5 separate regions of the Mus musculus genome follow, and all the other regions are linked to region 1. A link is a contact called in public HiChIP or PLAC-seq and promoter capture Hi-C data. All regions are on one chromosome and are shown on one strand. Each heading gives the region's core, a stretch centred on a gene start, on an enhancer-like site or on the middle of the called end of the contact. The rest is flanking DNA. Distances are from core to core; before and after follow the strand shown. Region 1 holds the start of Gpatch3 (G patch domain containing 3). Region 2 holds the start of Cd164l2 (CD164 sialomucin-like 2). Region 3 overlaps Wdtc1 (WD and tetratricopeptide repeats 1). Region 4 holds the start of Rps6ka1 (ribosomal protein S6 kinase polypeptide 1). Region 5 overlaps Rps6ka1 (ribosomal protein S6 kinase polypeptide 1).

Evidence for each region. Promoter capture Hi-C pulls out the DNA fragments that hold promoters and counts their contacts. HiChIP or PLAC-seq counts read pairs in DNA pulled down with a chosen protein or histone mark.
Region 2: a contact with region 1 is called in a promoter capture Hi-C map of embryonic stem cells, with 2.6 times the contacts expected there. The contact joins the promoter of Cd164l2 here to the promoter of Gpatch3 in region 1. A contact is called at or near these places in 1 of 39 promoter capture datasets (embryonic stem cells), 1 of 115 datasets of contacts at active chromatin or transcription factors (pancreatic cancer cells) and 1 of 9 other capture datasets (pancreatic islet).
Region 3: a contact with region 1 is called in a promoter capture Hi-C map of liver, with 2.3 times the contacts expected there. The contact joins the enhancer-like site here to the promoter of Gpatch3 in region 1. A contact is called at or near these places in 5 of 39 promoter capture datasets (the 3T3-L1 cell line, the SN4741 cell line, hematopoietic stem and progenitor cells and 2 more), 1 of 484 Hi-C or Micro-C datasets (the C2C12 cell line), 2 of 115 datasets of contacts at active chromatin or transcription factors (embryonic stem cells and microglia) and 1 of 9 other capture datasets (adipose tissue).
Region 4: a contact with region 1 is called in a promoter capture Hi-C map of hematopoietic stem and progenitor cells. The contact joins the promoter of Rps6ka1 here to the promoter of Gpatch3 in region 1. A contact is called at or near these places in 20 of 39 promoter capture datasets (the 3T3-L1 cell line, 3T3-L1-derived adipocytes, the C10 cell line and 14 more), 1 of 484 Hi-C or Micro-C datasets (bone marrow-derived macrophages), 35 of 115 datasets of contacts at active chromatin or transcription factors (the 230-238 cell line, the HPC-7 cell line, acute myeloid leukemia and 22 more) and 5 of 9 other capture datasets (adipose tissue, embryonic stem cells, liver and 2 more).
Region 5: a contact with region 1 is called in an H3K27ac HiChIP or PLAC-seq map of embryonic stem cells, with 12 read pairs. The contact joins the enhancer-like site here to the promoter of Gpatch3 in region 1. A contact is called at or near these places in 14 of 39 promoter capture datasets (the 3T3-L1 cell line, 3T3-L1-derived adipocytes, the C10 cell line and 10 more), 1 of 484 Hi-C or Micro-C datasets (bone marrow-derived macrophages), 23 of 115 datasets of contacts at active chromatin or transcription factors (the HPC-7 cell line, acute myeloid leukemia, astrocytes and 16 more) and 5 of 9 other capture datasets (adipose tissue, embryonic stem cells, liver and 2 more).

What each region holds. Positions count from the first base shown.
Region 1 is chr4:133,573,431-133,576,166 of GRCm38.p6, forward strand. Gpatch3 (G patch domain containing 3) reads left to right here and starts at 1,315. Exons shown (of 7, transcript NM_172876.2): 1 at 1,315-1,780. The coding sequence starts at 1,330.
Region 2 is chr4:133,219,463-133,222,162 of GRCm38.p6, forward strand. Cd164l2 (CD164 sialomucin-like 2) reads left to right here and starts at 1,347. Exons shown (of 6, transcript NM_027152.1): 1 at 1,347-1,605; 2 at 1,981-2,142; 3 at 2,243-2,314. The coding sequence starts at 1,518.
Region 3 is chr4:133,313,867-133,316,566 of GRCm38.p6, forward strand. All of the region lies in intron 3 of Wdtc1 (WD and tetratricopeptide repeats 1), which reads right to left. Among named protein-coding and RNA genes, the nearest start is that of Wdtc1, 24 kb to the right of the region's middle. Within about 2 kb of position 1,290, at least 13 of the 459 cell types and tissues checked have an H3K27ac peak or open chromatin away from gene starts, as enhancers often do. A contact at or near this core is called in liver, where this site is marked.
Region 4 is chr4:133,886,448-133,889,147 of GRCm38.p6, forward strand. It overlaps Rps6ka1 (ribosomal protein S6 kinase polypeptide 1), which reads right to left and starts at 1,350. Exons shown (of 22, transcript NM_009097.5): 1 at 1,123-1,350. The coding sequence starts at 1,185.
Region 5 is chr4:133,863,816-133,866,515 of GRCm38.p6, forward strand. Rps6ka1 (ribosomal protein S6 kinase polypeptide 1) reads right to left here. Exons shown (of 22, transcript NM_009097.5): 8 at 2,547-2,584; 9 at 1,948-2,090; 10 at 1,546-1,616; 11 at 1,210-1,298; 12 at 191-255. Among named protein-coding and RNA genes, the nearest start is that of Gm12977, 6.8 kb to the right of the region's middle. Within about 2 kb of position 1,251, at least 72 of the 459 cell types and tissues checked have an H3K27ac peak or open chromatin away from gene starts, as enhancers often do. A contact at or near this core is called in astrocytes, embryonic stem cells and stem cell-derived neural progenitor cells, where this site is marked.

The DNA.
Region 1 (2,736 bases), core at 65-2,564:
GTGGCTCACAACCACCCGTAATGAGATCTGATGCCCTCTTCTGGAGTGTCTGAAGACAGCTACAGTGTACTTACATATAGTAAATAAATAAATCTTTATAAAAAAAAAATGGATCCAGAGGCTCCAACGCCCTCCTCTGGCCTTCCTGAACACTGCACACAATCACAAGAGCTATACTGTTTGTTTGTGAGGGACTCAACGCCTTGTACGGAGGTCGTCCGAAGCTGGCAATATGGTTTTCGCCTATGATCTCTGGGAATAGTTTTCGATGTCTATGCATGTATTTGTACATTTAAAAAAAAATCTTTTTGAGGGCTGGAGAGATGGCTCAGCGGTTAAGAGTACCAACTGCTCTTCTGAAGGTCGGGAGTTCAAATCCCAACAACTGCTTTGCAACCATCCGTAATGAGATCTGATGCCCTCTTCTGGTGTGTCTGAAGACAGCTACAGTGTACTTACATATAATAAATAAATAAATCTAAAACAAACAAACAAAAAAACCAAACCAAACCAAAAAAAATTTTTTTTTCCCTCGAGACTTCTCTGTGTAGCCCTGGCTGTCCTGGAACTCACTCTGTAGACCAGGCTGGCCTCGAACTCAGAAATCCGCCTGCCTCTGTCTCCTGAGTGCTGGGATTAAAGGCGTGAGCCACCACCGCCCGGTTTGTTACAGATAATTTTATGTGCATGAGAATTTTGCCTGCATGTATGTATGTGCAACACGTATGTGCCTCTAGAGGTCAGAAGAGGGTGTCCAATCTCATGAAACGAGTTACGTATGGGAGAGTTCCCTCGTACGTGGGTGCTGGGAATCCAATCCAAGTATTCTGTAAGAGCAGCGAAAGCTCTTAATTGCCGGGGCATCTCTTCATCTCCCCCGTCCCGCGCCCTGAGAAAGGCTCTCTCGACATAGCCCCGTCTCAGTCACTATGTTGACCAGGCTGGTCTTGAACTCACGCACACCTGCTTGCCTCTAACTCTCAAGTGCCGGGTTTAAAGGCGTGAGGCACCACGCCCGGCTGGGTTGGTACTGTAGAGTCCAGTTTTGCATCAGACCTCCGCCACCTCCCGCTCAGCATCCCGGTGCTCTACACTGGTTCCTCCTTAGAGCCTCTCACACGCTGGACCAGCTATCACTGAGCTACAGCCCAGCCCATCGCACGAGTTTTCCATCTTCTGTGGAGCTGGAAACACAGATTCGGCCCAAGAGCAATTAAAACGAAACTTCAAGTACCAAACGGTCACCGATGCCACATTGACCAAACTCCAGCATCCGAGACGTGGTGCTCTCGCGAGAGTGGACGCCAAGCAATCATGTGACAGGCCAAGATGGCGTCGCCCAGGGAGCTGGACGAAGAGTCGCCGGTTTACCTGGTGGTGAGCGGGATCCCTGCCGTGTTACGCTCGGCTCAGTTACGGAGCTACTTTAGCCAGTTCCGGGAACAGCGCGGCGGAGGCTTCCTGTGCTTCCACTACCGGCACCGGCCCGAGAGGGGCCCTCCGCAGGCGAGTCCCGAGGCGGCCCGGGCTGGCCCGGACCCCGCCGCTGAGGATCCGGTTCTCGCCCAGGCTCCGGCCTCCGATGCCCGCGCTGTCCGCGCCCGGGGCTCTGCGGCAGCCCAGACCCGCACCTGCTGCTGCGTCGTCTCGGTGAGGGGAGCGGCGCAAGCCCAGCGGCTGCTTCGCATGTACTCCGGTCGCCGGTGGCTGGACTCTCAGGGGACCTGGCTTCCCGGTCGCTGTCTCATCCGCAGGCTTAGGCTTCCCACCGAGGTTTCAGGTAAGGGGGAGAGAATGGACCGGACGCACGGCCCTTGGAAAAGAGGCGCATTGCCTGGGTGGTTAAGATAGGTTATCACTGTTTAGAGCTTAAGTTAGTTCTGGACAAAGCTACAAGTTTTCAGCCCAATCTGCATGTTTTTACTCAAGGACTTACAAGGCAAAACAGACAAAACAACTGAGATCTGTATAGATAAGTTTCAAATGTATCCCCTCTTAAGGACCATTTCCCTAAGGGTGGTGATTTTTGTACTGACATGATTTCTTAAAAAGGATATTTGGAGCCCGGTGCGCTAAGGCACGCCTTTGATCCCAGCTCTCAGGCGGCAGAGGCAGGAGGATCTCTGAGCGAGCGAATTCCAGGACAGCCAGTGCTACACAGAGGAACCATATCTTGAAATGCACAAAGGAAACTTGGTTTCTTCTAATCTAACCTAGCGACTGGAAGACAGGCTCTGCAGAGGAAAGAGCTGGGGGCAGCAGAGAGGGGCTGGGCACAAGTGTGTCCATTGGGGAAAAGGAAGCCAGGTGTTTTAAAATGCCAGATGGAGAGGTTTAAATAAATTATTTTGAAACAGTTCATCCTAAAGAGTCATTAGCAATAGTGGTGGTATATATGCCTTTAGTTCTAGTGCCTGGGAAGTAGAGGCAGATGGATCTCTGTAGTTCTAGCCTGGCTTGGTCTACAAAGTGAGTTCCAGGACAGCCAAGACTATCTAGCTCTGACCCTGTCTCAAAAGTTAAAAAAATAACATACAAAACAAAAATGAAAAACTGGTATCAGCTCAAAGTTAAACAGTTTCATAGAAAGAGGTGTGTGTGTGTGCGTGTGTGCGTGTGCGCGTGTGCACACACACTCGAGTGCATATGCCGGCTATGGTTTAAGCAGAATCTTTAGGAGCAATGTCTTATCAAGACATACAGCATGAGCTGCCTCTCTATGTGTGTGTCTCTCTC
Region 2 (2,700 bases), core at 97-2,596, 350 kb before region 1:
TGGAACTTCCTGTGTAGATCAGGCTGTCCCCAAAATTCACAGAGATCTGACTATCTCTGTCTCTGGAGTGCTGGGATTAAAGGAATGTGTCACTCTGCCAGGTTAACACCTTTCCCCCACCTCCCCGGTTTTAAGGCAAGGGTTCTTTAGCCTAGGTTGGCTCTAACTCTCTCTGTAGCAAAGATCAACCTTGAACTTCTAAGTCTTCTGTTTCTACCACCCAAGCGCTGGGACTGCACAAGCTACCAGGCTGGTTAGTGCTAGGGATGAAGCCTGGGCTAGGCACTCCAGCCAAGCATCCTACCAAATGAACCACATCCCTCGCCTTACTCAATGGCTTTTAAGTGGGACCTGACAGCAGAAGAATAGCCAAGATGATTGCAGGAGAGGGCAGACTAAGGCTCAGGGCTAAGAGGGCCACACCTGATTAAGAAGTTGGCAGAGGAAAGGGAGATATCTGAAAAGGGACTGAGAATCGGCTGTGCCAGGACAGGAGAGTGACCAGGAGGCAGATCCCCCAAAGGCTCAGTGATCTAGTAATGGCACCACTTAGGACCCAGGGATGTGATGAGCTGGAAGGCAGGACAGGGTATGGTGTCCCCACAGCTGGGAATAGCCAGCCACAGGTGTAGCCAGAATGGAGTTCCAAATTTACCACTGTGGGTTCAGACTGCTCACTCGCCTCACCTGTGAGACAGGGTTAAAAACATCTCTCATCTTGGAGAGATGGCTCAGAGGTTAGAGCACTGGCTGCTCTCCCAGAGCTCCTGAGTTCAATTCCCAGCACTCACATGGTGGCTCACAACCATCTGTAATGGGATCTGATGCCCTCTTCTGGTGTGTCTCAAGGCAGCTACAGTGTACTCATATACATAAAATGAACAAATAAATCCTAACCAAAAAAAAAAAAAAAAAAAAAAAAAGTCTTTAGGGTTTAAAGTGGGCTCTCAACCTCCTTAACGCTGGGACCCTTTAATGCATCTTGTGGTGACCTCCCAACCATAAAATTATTTTGTAATTTTGCTACTGTCGTGAATCATAATGTAAATAATGTTTTTGAAATAGAGGCTCACCTAAGGGGGGTCCCGGCCCATAGGTCGAGTTAGGTGATGGCATAGGCCTTTAATCTCAGCTCTGCTCTACAATAATGAGTTCCGGGACAGCCAGAGCTACACAAGTGATTCCCTAAAAACTCACCAAAACATAGTAGCTATGTTGACAAGGCCTGTTCTCACAGAGATCCTCCCGCCTTGAAGCTGCCCCTCAGGGACCAGGTGACATGAGTCTTAAACCCATCCCTTTTGTTCAGGCCCCGCCTTAAATCGCACAGCAGAGCGGGGCTCTACCTGGACCCTCCCAGAGGTCTCGGCCTCTAGCCACGCCCACAAGGCAACCACGCTCCAGCCTGGCCACGCCCCCGCTGCCCAGGTTTGGCTCTGGCTAGCCGGGCGAGTGTAGTCAAGAAAGGACGCGCCACACCAGCTGTCCGCCGACCCCCAGTCCCGGCCCCCGCGCTCATGGCCGCACCCGGACCCCGCGCCTTGCGTGCTGCTCTCTGCGGCGGTTGTTGTTGCCTTCTCCTGTGTGCCCAGCTGGTTCTAGCTGGTAATGCTGAGCAGGATCTGACCAGGGGCCCAGGCAGGTGAAGGTGTAGCTCACTTTAGCTTCTTCTTCCAGCACAGTAGGCTTGTGAGAGGGAACGTTTTCGACCTCTGCAGGACTCCAGGGGTGTGTTGAGACCTTAGTGCCTATTTAGAGGTTCCAAGTGTGGGGGACTAGGAGACTTAGCTGAGTGTGGAGGAGGAACTTCAGGAGTGTGTATGGAAAGAGGTTGGGGGAGGGCAGCTCGGTGAGTTTAAGCAGGGCTGGGGGGAGCTCCAGACCTGTGCGGAGGTGTGAGTCGCTGTAGTGGGAGATGTATTGCAGCTTGGCACCTGGCTTTCTGCCGCTTTCTGCCCATTTGCACCCCCCGACACCCAGGTAAAGGAGCTCGTGGCTTTGGTCGGGGAGCCCTGCTCCGCCTGAACGTTTGGCCTACTACCCAAGGGGGCTGCAAACACCTGGGACACTGTGAACACTGTGTGGACAGAGCCCACAACTTCTCCATTTGTGTCTGGCAGCAATGTGGGCCAGAGGAGCCAGGTATGTAGTTGAGCCCTCCTTGGGAACATCCTCTTGTCTATATGGCACCACCACTCTCAACTTTCTCTCCAAACCTCTTCTCTGTTTCTTCTCCCACCAGGACACTGTGTGGCCCAAGCTGAAGTGGTCAAGGAGGGTTGCTCAATCTATAACCACTCAGAGTCATGCCCAGGTAAGCTAAGGGAGGAGAGTGAGGTGTCCCCAGCCACAATCTCTCAGGAAGTAGACTGCACCCACGAACTGTTGGCTTCTCGGCCAGGAACCGTTCGATGTATATGCCCTGGCTGGTATCTTAGCCTATAATTTGGTCCAGCATGCCCAGGAGCTTGTGGGAGCTAGCACCCTCTGCTGAGGAGGTCTTTGGAGTGGCGGGGTCTTCCTGAAGCAAGTGACATTAGAGACCAGTCTTGTAGATAGAGCACAGCTAGGGGCGGAGACGGGCTGACCAGCCTTAAATGGGGCAGGGGTGTGATCGGAAGTGGGTCCAGCTACTGGCCCAGGCTCGGGATTGGGTTTCCTGATAGCAAGGAGAGGGGGTTTATTGTGGATGCCCTGTCT
Region 3 (2,700 bases), core at 40-2,539, 260 kb before region 1:
GCTTAGGGTTAGGCAAGCAAACCACCCTACCTTCAGCATCTGCCAGGGACCTGTGGGGGGCAGAACGAAAATGCTCCCCTTTACAGCATATAAAGTGCTTTCCCACGCACTGTCAGTGGACACTCAACACGAGTTAGTAAGGCGGGTTTCTTCTATCCCACCTTGCAGGAAATTCATACATAGAAACTATAAAAGCTGAAAACTGTCTGTCCCTATCCCTGGAAGGCACAGGCACATCTCCTTCAAGGGACAAGTTTAGGGCCAGCATGCATGCAGCATCTTGAGGCTCCATTCCTGTATTCCTCTACCCTCACTCCCTACAAAAGGTGAATCCTAGAGATTAATGTAAAAAGATAATCTTGAGTTACCTTGAGGGGTTTACTTCAGAATCAGAAGAAGTGGGGCTGGAGAGATGGATTAGTGGGAGATAGCAGAGGACGCAGGTTCAATTCCCAGCACCCACATGGTTGGCTCACAAATGCCTGGAACTCCAGTTCCAGGGCATCTGTTGCCCTCTTCGAATCTTTGTGGGTACCAGCACATGAGGGCAAAATGCTCATTTGTATACATGAAATAAAACAAATCTTAAGAAACAGAGCCAGGCATGGTGGCACACACCTTTAACCTCAGCACGTGGGAGGCAGAGGCAGGTGGATTTCTGAGTCGGAGGCCAGCCTGGTCAACAGAGTGAGTTCCAGGACAGCCAGGGCTACACAGAGAAACTCTGTCTCAAAAAAAAAAAAAAAAAGAAAGAAAGAAAGAAAGGAAGGAAGAAAGAAAGGAAGGAAGGAAGGAAGGAAGGGAAGGAGGGAGGGAGGGAGGGAAAAACGAGGCAGTCAACAGTACATAATAAACTTGAACTTACAAAGAGCAGAAGGTATGAGGAGTGGACCCTAGGGTTTCTCGGCAAAGGAGATGACATGACTAGACCAGGCAGGCTTCTCTCTGTCTCTTCACTCTGCCCCTGCCTAAGGGCAGCAAGATTATCACTGACTGAACTACCAACTTCCTGCCTAAAATCAAACCAAGTGTCTTGGAAGCACAAATTCATTTTTCTTGCCACAGTAAGAGGTTTTGAGGTTTAGTTAGACCTAAACCAAACAGTACAGGGGAAACAGTAAAGCTTATTTGGCCATAGCAATCAGCTGAGAGATGAACCTTGACCTGGAATCAGATGCCAAGAGGGAAACAGGCACGTGAGTCCCATTCTCAGGAGCTCTGGATACACAGGTGCTTCCATGACGGCCAGGCATGTGGACGGATGGACGGCTGCCAGGCATGCAGATGGACGGACTGTTCCAAGTTGTTGCAATTCTGCCACCTCGAGGGCAAGCAGCCTGGGCGTGGAGTCAGCACCCAGAGGCAGGCCTATCCCATAGTTGTGGAAGATGGAGCCAGACTGACTATAGCAGCAGACCCTGACGCTGACCTTCTCCTGCCCCTCAGTCCATTTCTGTTTAGGAATTCAAACTGGGCAGCCCGTTATCTGTGGTATATAGCATCCAAACCAGCAATTGCAATCCATTCTTCAGGTATCCGAGAGCAGGACCTTCCTCCAAGGCGTCTTGCCTCTCCTGTGCTCGTGGGTGGGGGCAGGGCTGCTTTCCTGTTGGCTGTTATGCTATCCTACAGCTCCGCAGCTCTGTGACTTTTCCTCCACCAGATAGGCCTGAGAAAGCAGGCTTTGCGGATTACACTGCATCTCCGAAGCCAGCTACAGTGTCTAGCAGGTATCTGCTGCTTAACTGACTAGATGCATCTGTCCAGTGGGACTAGTGAGGAGAACTGAGAGGTAGAGACACACCTAATTCCCAGCTGAGACACCTCAGTTGTACATTCAAGGCTGCCAGTGCCCCTGCAGACCTAAGGCCTCTTGCCTTCTCAGACACTTGGTTGCAACCCCACACCTTTATCTGAGTCAAAATCATTTCTATCCTTGTGCCTGAAGCCACAGCTTCATCATGGAGCACCAATGGCCTTGAGTGACTGCTGCTTATAGTGAGGGCAAAGCTGAATACTGGTATAGGCAGAATAATGGTCTCTTATTGATGTCCTGCCATAATTCTGAAACCTGCAAACATCTAATATCTGAAGTGACAAAAAGAACTTTGCAGATATGATTAGGGTTAGGACCGTGCGATGGCCTGAGATCCTGGACTATCCAGGTAGGCTCAGTGCAGTTACATAAACACTTAAATTGATAGCTGGGTGTGCTGGCTACAGAGGAGCAGACACAGGTGTGAAAGGACCGGACCAGCCGCTGCTGGCTATGCAGCAGAAGGAAGGGCCAGGAGCCAAGTTTAAGAAACTGGGAATAGCAAGAAAAGAAATTCTACTCTACCCTACAGCCTCCTGGAGGGACAGAGCTGCCAACACCTTCTTTTAGCCTGGTGAGATTTGTGTTAGACAGTTCTGATTTACAGACCTGTAATGTAAGCCAGCTGTGGTGAAACAGCTCTATCTTAGCACTTGAGAGGCCGAGACAGGTTGATCTCAGAGAGAATTTGAGGCCAGCCAGAGCTACACAGCAAGACACCACCTCAAAACACTAAAAAACTAAAAACAAAGATGAAACAGGAGCTGACAGGAGGTGAAGAGAGAGTGCAGGGCTCCCAGATTCCAGGGTTGACTCTCAGCACCCACATGTTGACTAACAACTGCCTGGAACTCCAATTCTGTGAGATCCAACACCCTCTTCTA
Region 4 (2,700 bases), core at 100-2,599, 310 kb after region 1:
CCAATAGCCAGTGTAGCCCATCCCTTTAAAGGGGCAGCATGCCCTGAGTGCCTGGAGACTTGGGGATCTCACTGTGGATCCTCTCTCTGCCCGTGGTCCTGAGAGACAGGGCTCACAGTGACTGACCTGAGGTACCAAGCATAGGTAAAGGGGTTCAAGCCAGGAGAAAAAGCATCTAGGTTCTGGGATCAAGTGAGGTCTCCTGTACCCCAGCCTCCTGTACCCCAAAACAGCTCCAGTGAAGGAAGGCAGAGTTTCACCTGCCTCCTTCGCAGCAGGAGAGCAGGGAAAGTTTTAAAGTTGCTGGTTCAAAACTTGACCTTGATCCCAGGGTGACAGGACAGCACAGAAGTGGCCTCCTGCATGCTCAGGGTTGGACCACAAAGCCCTCAAAAAAGACAGGAGTTGCTTCTGGGAAAGGCTAGGTGGCAGAAGCCATACTGCCCAAGGGCTCAGCCTTTTTCTACAGGAAAGGAAGGAGGGAGAGAGGAAGACGGAGGCAGAGTCTCTTCTACAGAGACAGTCTTCACAAGATCTAAGGACTTTCCCCACTCTTCAGCATAATCTGAAGTAGGAAGACCCGGTGTCATTAGCTTTAGGGCAAAGGAAAGCAGGCTCCAACTCCAGAGGTGGTATCGTCCCACGTTCCATAACTGCCTGGGATTCAGCAGGGCTACCTTCCTAAGGTCAGAAGTGGAGGAACGAAGAGAGGTCTTGGGGAGAGGTTAAGGTGAGAAACCGGATTCCCATGATCCTTGTCTCTAGTAGAAGCCTAGACATCTGACCCAAGCCTTTCTCCCTTCTGCACTGATTGGGGCAACTCCCACAGCTACTAAAAGATGATAAGCGGGATGGGTCCTAGGTGTCAGATCTCAACACACCGTGGAGATTCCTCTCCTGGCTACTGCAGGGAGGTACTGAGAGCCCAGCAGAACCATCCCCTACACACGCACACCCGGAGCACAAGGGGGTGGAGCCGGACAGTGAGCTAGAGACCGGAGGGCACTCACGTCCCCGCGGGGCTGCAGAGACGCCGCGGGCCGCCCCCGCCCCGCCCCGGTGCGGATCCGGGCTGGCCGGCCGCCGCCGCCTGTCCCCCCAACCCCCGCCCCTCTCACTCACCTCCGGGTCCAGCGGCACCAGCTCCATGAGCGGCCAGGGCTCCTTGAGCTGGGCGAGCGGCATCGCGCCGCTGCCGGACCGCCCGCGCTCCTCCCGGCGGCCCCGGGCAGCGCTGCCTCTGGGCCACGGGGTCCCTGCTGCTACACCGAGACCCCCGCACGCCCCTGAGCCCCTCGCGCTCTGGATGGGCCGTCCGCCGCCGCCGCGGCACTCGCACTTCGGCTCGCTCCGTCACCCGGCGCCGCCGCGCCCATTGGCTACCTGCGCGGGGGCGGGGCCTGAGTAGCCCCGCCCAGTCCCCCCACGGCGCGGCATTCCCGGCGCGGACCCCCGCCCCCAACGCGCCGGGAGTCAGCCTTGCCTTCACGAGAGACCCCAGCCCACTGTCGGCCCTGCCCACCGGAGGCTCCGCGGGTTCCGTTTTCCCGGGCTTTGTGCCGCTTTGCAGACCTCGCTGGGGCCTCCGTTGTCCTGTCCTAGCAGCCTTTGGGATGTTAACCCAGATGTGCCTTCTCCCTCCAGGGGGAGGGGCTGCCACCCCACATTTACATGGGACGTCCTGGGCCTGATCCCGACTGAGGCGTGGAAGGAGCCTGGGCCTTGTGCCCTCTGGCTCTCAGCTCTCCAAGCCCTTAGGATCGCCCCCTTCCGAAAGCTTGTGCACATCACGGGAGCCCACACTTTGGGGTCTCCATGTGATCCCCGGGTCCCAAGCCAGCCAGCGCCAGGACCCACAGCGCCCCCAGGGTGATTTCCTAATACGCATTTTTTTTTCTCCTTCCTAGTCTGTTGTGCCCTATCACTTGAGGGCGCTGGTTTCAGGCCAGGTCCGCGCCTCTTCCGTGGCAGACCAGATTGTGGTCTGACTTGAGCAGGAGTCCCTGGAAAGAAGGCAAAATCCAGTTCTGGTGGGATCAGGATTCTCTCCAGTAAGATTTGGCCTGCTCTTAAGGAGATTTTAGGCCCCAGGTGTCGTGAGACTTACTCTCAGGTGAAAGACAAGCTGGCTCGTTTATTAAAAGCCTCCAGCGAAGACAGGCGTCATTGATAGGGAATTTATTTTTTGTTACGTTTCCTTGCTTGGTTATGGCCATGGAACCCAGGCTTTGCCGGCCAGGTCGTGTTGAGTATCTCCGACCTCCACCTTCAGGCAGCTTGTGATTTTTTTTTTGAGACTCCACCCCATCCTAGTAGACACCCTAAGCTATTTATCCGAAGTCACACAGCAGGTCAGGAGCACACTGGTGTTTAAAAGAGTGTGGGGTGGGTCCGTGGATGGACTCAATGGGTAAAAGAGCTTGCCTTCCCTGAGTCTGATCCCCAGGCCCCATGTGGTGGAAGAGAACCAACTCATAAGCAGTCCTTTGACCTCCACAAATGTGCACAGGGACAACCTTCCCCGATAAAGACATTTTAATGCAGTACATTTTTAAGTGGAGAGAAGTCACTCACGCCTCTAATCCTAGCAGTAGGGAGGCAGAGGCAGGAGGATCTCTGTTCAGGGCTAGCTTGGGCTACTTAGCCAATTCTAGGCCAGCCAGGGCTACACAGTAAGAACCTGTATCAAAACAAAACAAA
Region 5 (2,700 bases), core at 1-2,500, 290 kb after region 1:
GAAGAGTAGAAGCTATGCTGCTCAGTGGATAACAGCAAGGGAGAGCAGCCTTCAAGGGCGTGAAGTCACCCCTCCAAGGGCATGTTAAGGGCTGCTCACCTTCTACCTCCCACAGCTGAGGCCACGGTTGGCAGGGGCCCCTCCCCCACCCTTCCTGCGTCCATCACAGGGCACAGGCACGGGCACTCACATTCCAGTCAATGGTGGAGTAGAAGATATGTCTCTTAATTTCCTCTGCCCCATCAGGGCCCGAGCCTGAAAGAAGCCAAATGAAGCCAACCTCAGACACCCATTCTGTCTTCCAGGCTCTGGACCAGCTGCTACCGTGGAGGGCAGCAGGGGTTCACCATGTCCTGCGTCAGTACCCACTACCCTGAAGCCTGGAGCCCGCTCAGTATTTCCTATGTTACGGAGCTTCTGCTGGTGTACTGAGGAAGGAGGGGCCAGGCAGGACGGGAAGCCTGTCCAAGCATTAATCCTGACAGAAGCTGGACTGACTTCTTTTGAGATCTAACAAGGGCCTTCATCCACTCCCGCCACAGGCCCCCCTCCTCTCTGCCCTTCTTTTCCTACTGCCTCTCGTCTTTATCCCTGAGACAAACGCTCATTCGATTCAACCCAGGGACCTGGACTGGACCTTAGCTGGTTGTGATCCAGATAAAGCCAGCATCCAAAAACCTCGGCAAATACTGTATACTTCACTGAACAACAGGAATGTCCTTCTCTCATCAAAGATCCCCGGGAGCCAGGGCAGAATCAGTGTCTCCACTGACACAGGAACCTGGGGCTCGGAAAGGTGGGGTCCCCTGCCATAGCGCAGGCTCATAAACCGTATTCAATCCCTCAGCAAATGTTTACAGTACTGCTGGGTGCCGGGCAGCGGGGACAGACACAGCTAGGCCTGAGACCTTTCTCGCTCCTAAGCTCCTGCGCCTTCCCTTGAGCCAGCAACCTTGGCAGAGAAGCTGTGTGGGGGCCTGTGTCCTTGTCCCTGAGGGGGTATGAATGACTCAGTTCCTGCCTTCCCCCCACACAGGTCACCCTCCCAGCACCATACATGGAACCAGAAAATAGGGTGGCCAGCAGCATTGTCTGCTCACACAAAGGACAACAGCTCCTTTCAGTCCTAGATGTGGCCCCGTGGCCTAGGCTGCAGCTGTACCCTGATCCTCACCGCCATGTCCCCTCCTCTGAGCTGGGGTTGCTTACCAAGCCGATTGGCAGGATTCCTCTTGAACAGGGCCCGCAGGAGGCTCTGGGCTTCCGTGCTCAGAAACTGGGGCATGCCTAGCTTCGCCCTGGAACAGCCACAGGTCTCATCAGGGCTGAGCCCCACCCAGGAGTCCCAGAGCCCCTTCCCTTTCTCTTTTCCAGCTCAGTCCAGAGAAGCCAGCCACTAACTCACCTCCCAGAGACATTAAGAACACTTCCCACTGGCCCTGGCAGACAGCAAGGGTCTGCAGACAGGGAAAAAGCAATTCACTGGCCCTGCAACTGGGGTGGGATTAGGGAGAACTTGGAGGGCCAGGCAGTGTTGGTGCTTACTTCAAAATCAAGGTCATGGTCTCCTTCCGGTCCTTCCCCTGGAAGGGCAGGGAGCCCGTCAGCATCTCAAACTTCGGGGGGAAAAGGAAACATATAGGTGTGGCCTTGTTCTCTGTCTCCCACACATCCCTCCCCCTCCTTCCCGGGCTACCCTGCTGCAGTCCGGGGATTCTTGCTGGCCTGTTAAGACTTTACAGTCTAAGTCTAGCTGCAGCAAGGCCTGTGCCTGCCTCTGCCCCCCTCCCAACCTAGAACCCAGGAGCAGCACTAAAGCCAGAGGAAGGAAGCAGAGGAGAGTTCCCAAGTTAGGTGAGGGGTGGTACTTCAGGCAGGTGGACTAAAGCCCGCGGCTCTTCGAGGGAAACAAAGTACAACAGTGTGCAGCAGAGCCCGGACACTCACCATCAGCACCCCATAGGACCACCAGTCTGCACTGTGGGTGTGACCCTGGCGGTTGACAACCTCGGGCGCCATGTACTCCACTGTCCCGCAGAAGGAGTAAGCCTTCTTCTCATGGTCTATGGCCTCCTTGCTCAGGCCAAAGTCTGCAGCATGGAGGGCAGAGAAGTCACTTCTAGGATCCCTGCCACGCCCACGGCTACCACACTTAGCTCCTCTGACCGGAGCCAGGTATCACCAAGGTTGTCAGTGAGAGCTCAGTCTGCTCTGAGACCTAGGGAGCCTCGAGAGATGGCTCAGCAGTTAAGAATATTGGCTGTTCTTCCAGACAACCCAGGTTCCATTCCCAGCTCCCACACGATGGTTAACAACCAGGTGCAGGCAACTCTAGCCTCTTTGGGCAACACATGCATGAGGTACAGATACAAATATAGGCAAAACTCCCATACACACACAAAAAATAACTAAGTAACAAGGCCTAGGTTTTTGGCATGTATGTAACTGGCATCGTCTCCCAGGAAACACAGCCATCAGCTGAGACCTATCAGACAGAGCCTGGTTATCCTCCCCAGAGCCCAAAGGAGCAGGTGCCCTTCACTCACCAGTGAGTTTGATGTGGCCCTCCTCATCCAAAAGGATACTGTAACAGAGAGACAGGAGTCAGGAATCCTTAGCTGCAGGCACTGTGCAGGTTCTAGCAGTAACCTTGGGGTGGAGAGACTTGGGCCTGACCAGAAGAAGGGTTTGGTCCAACTC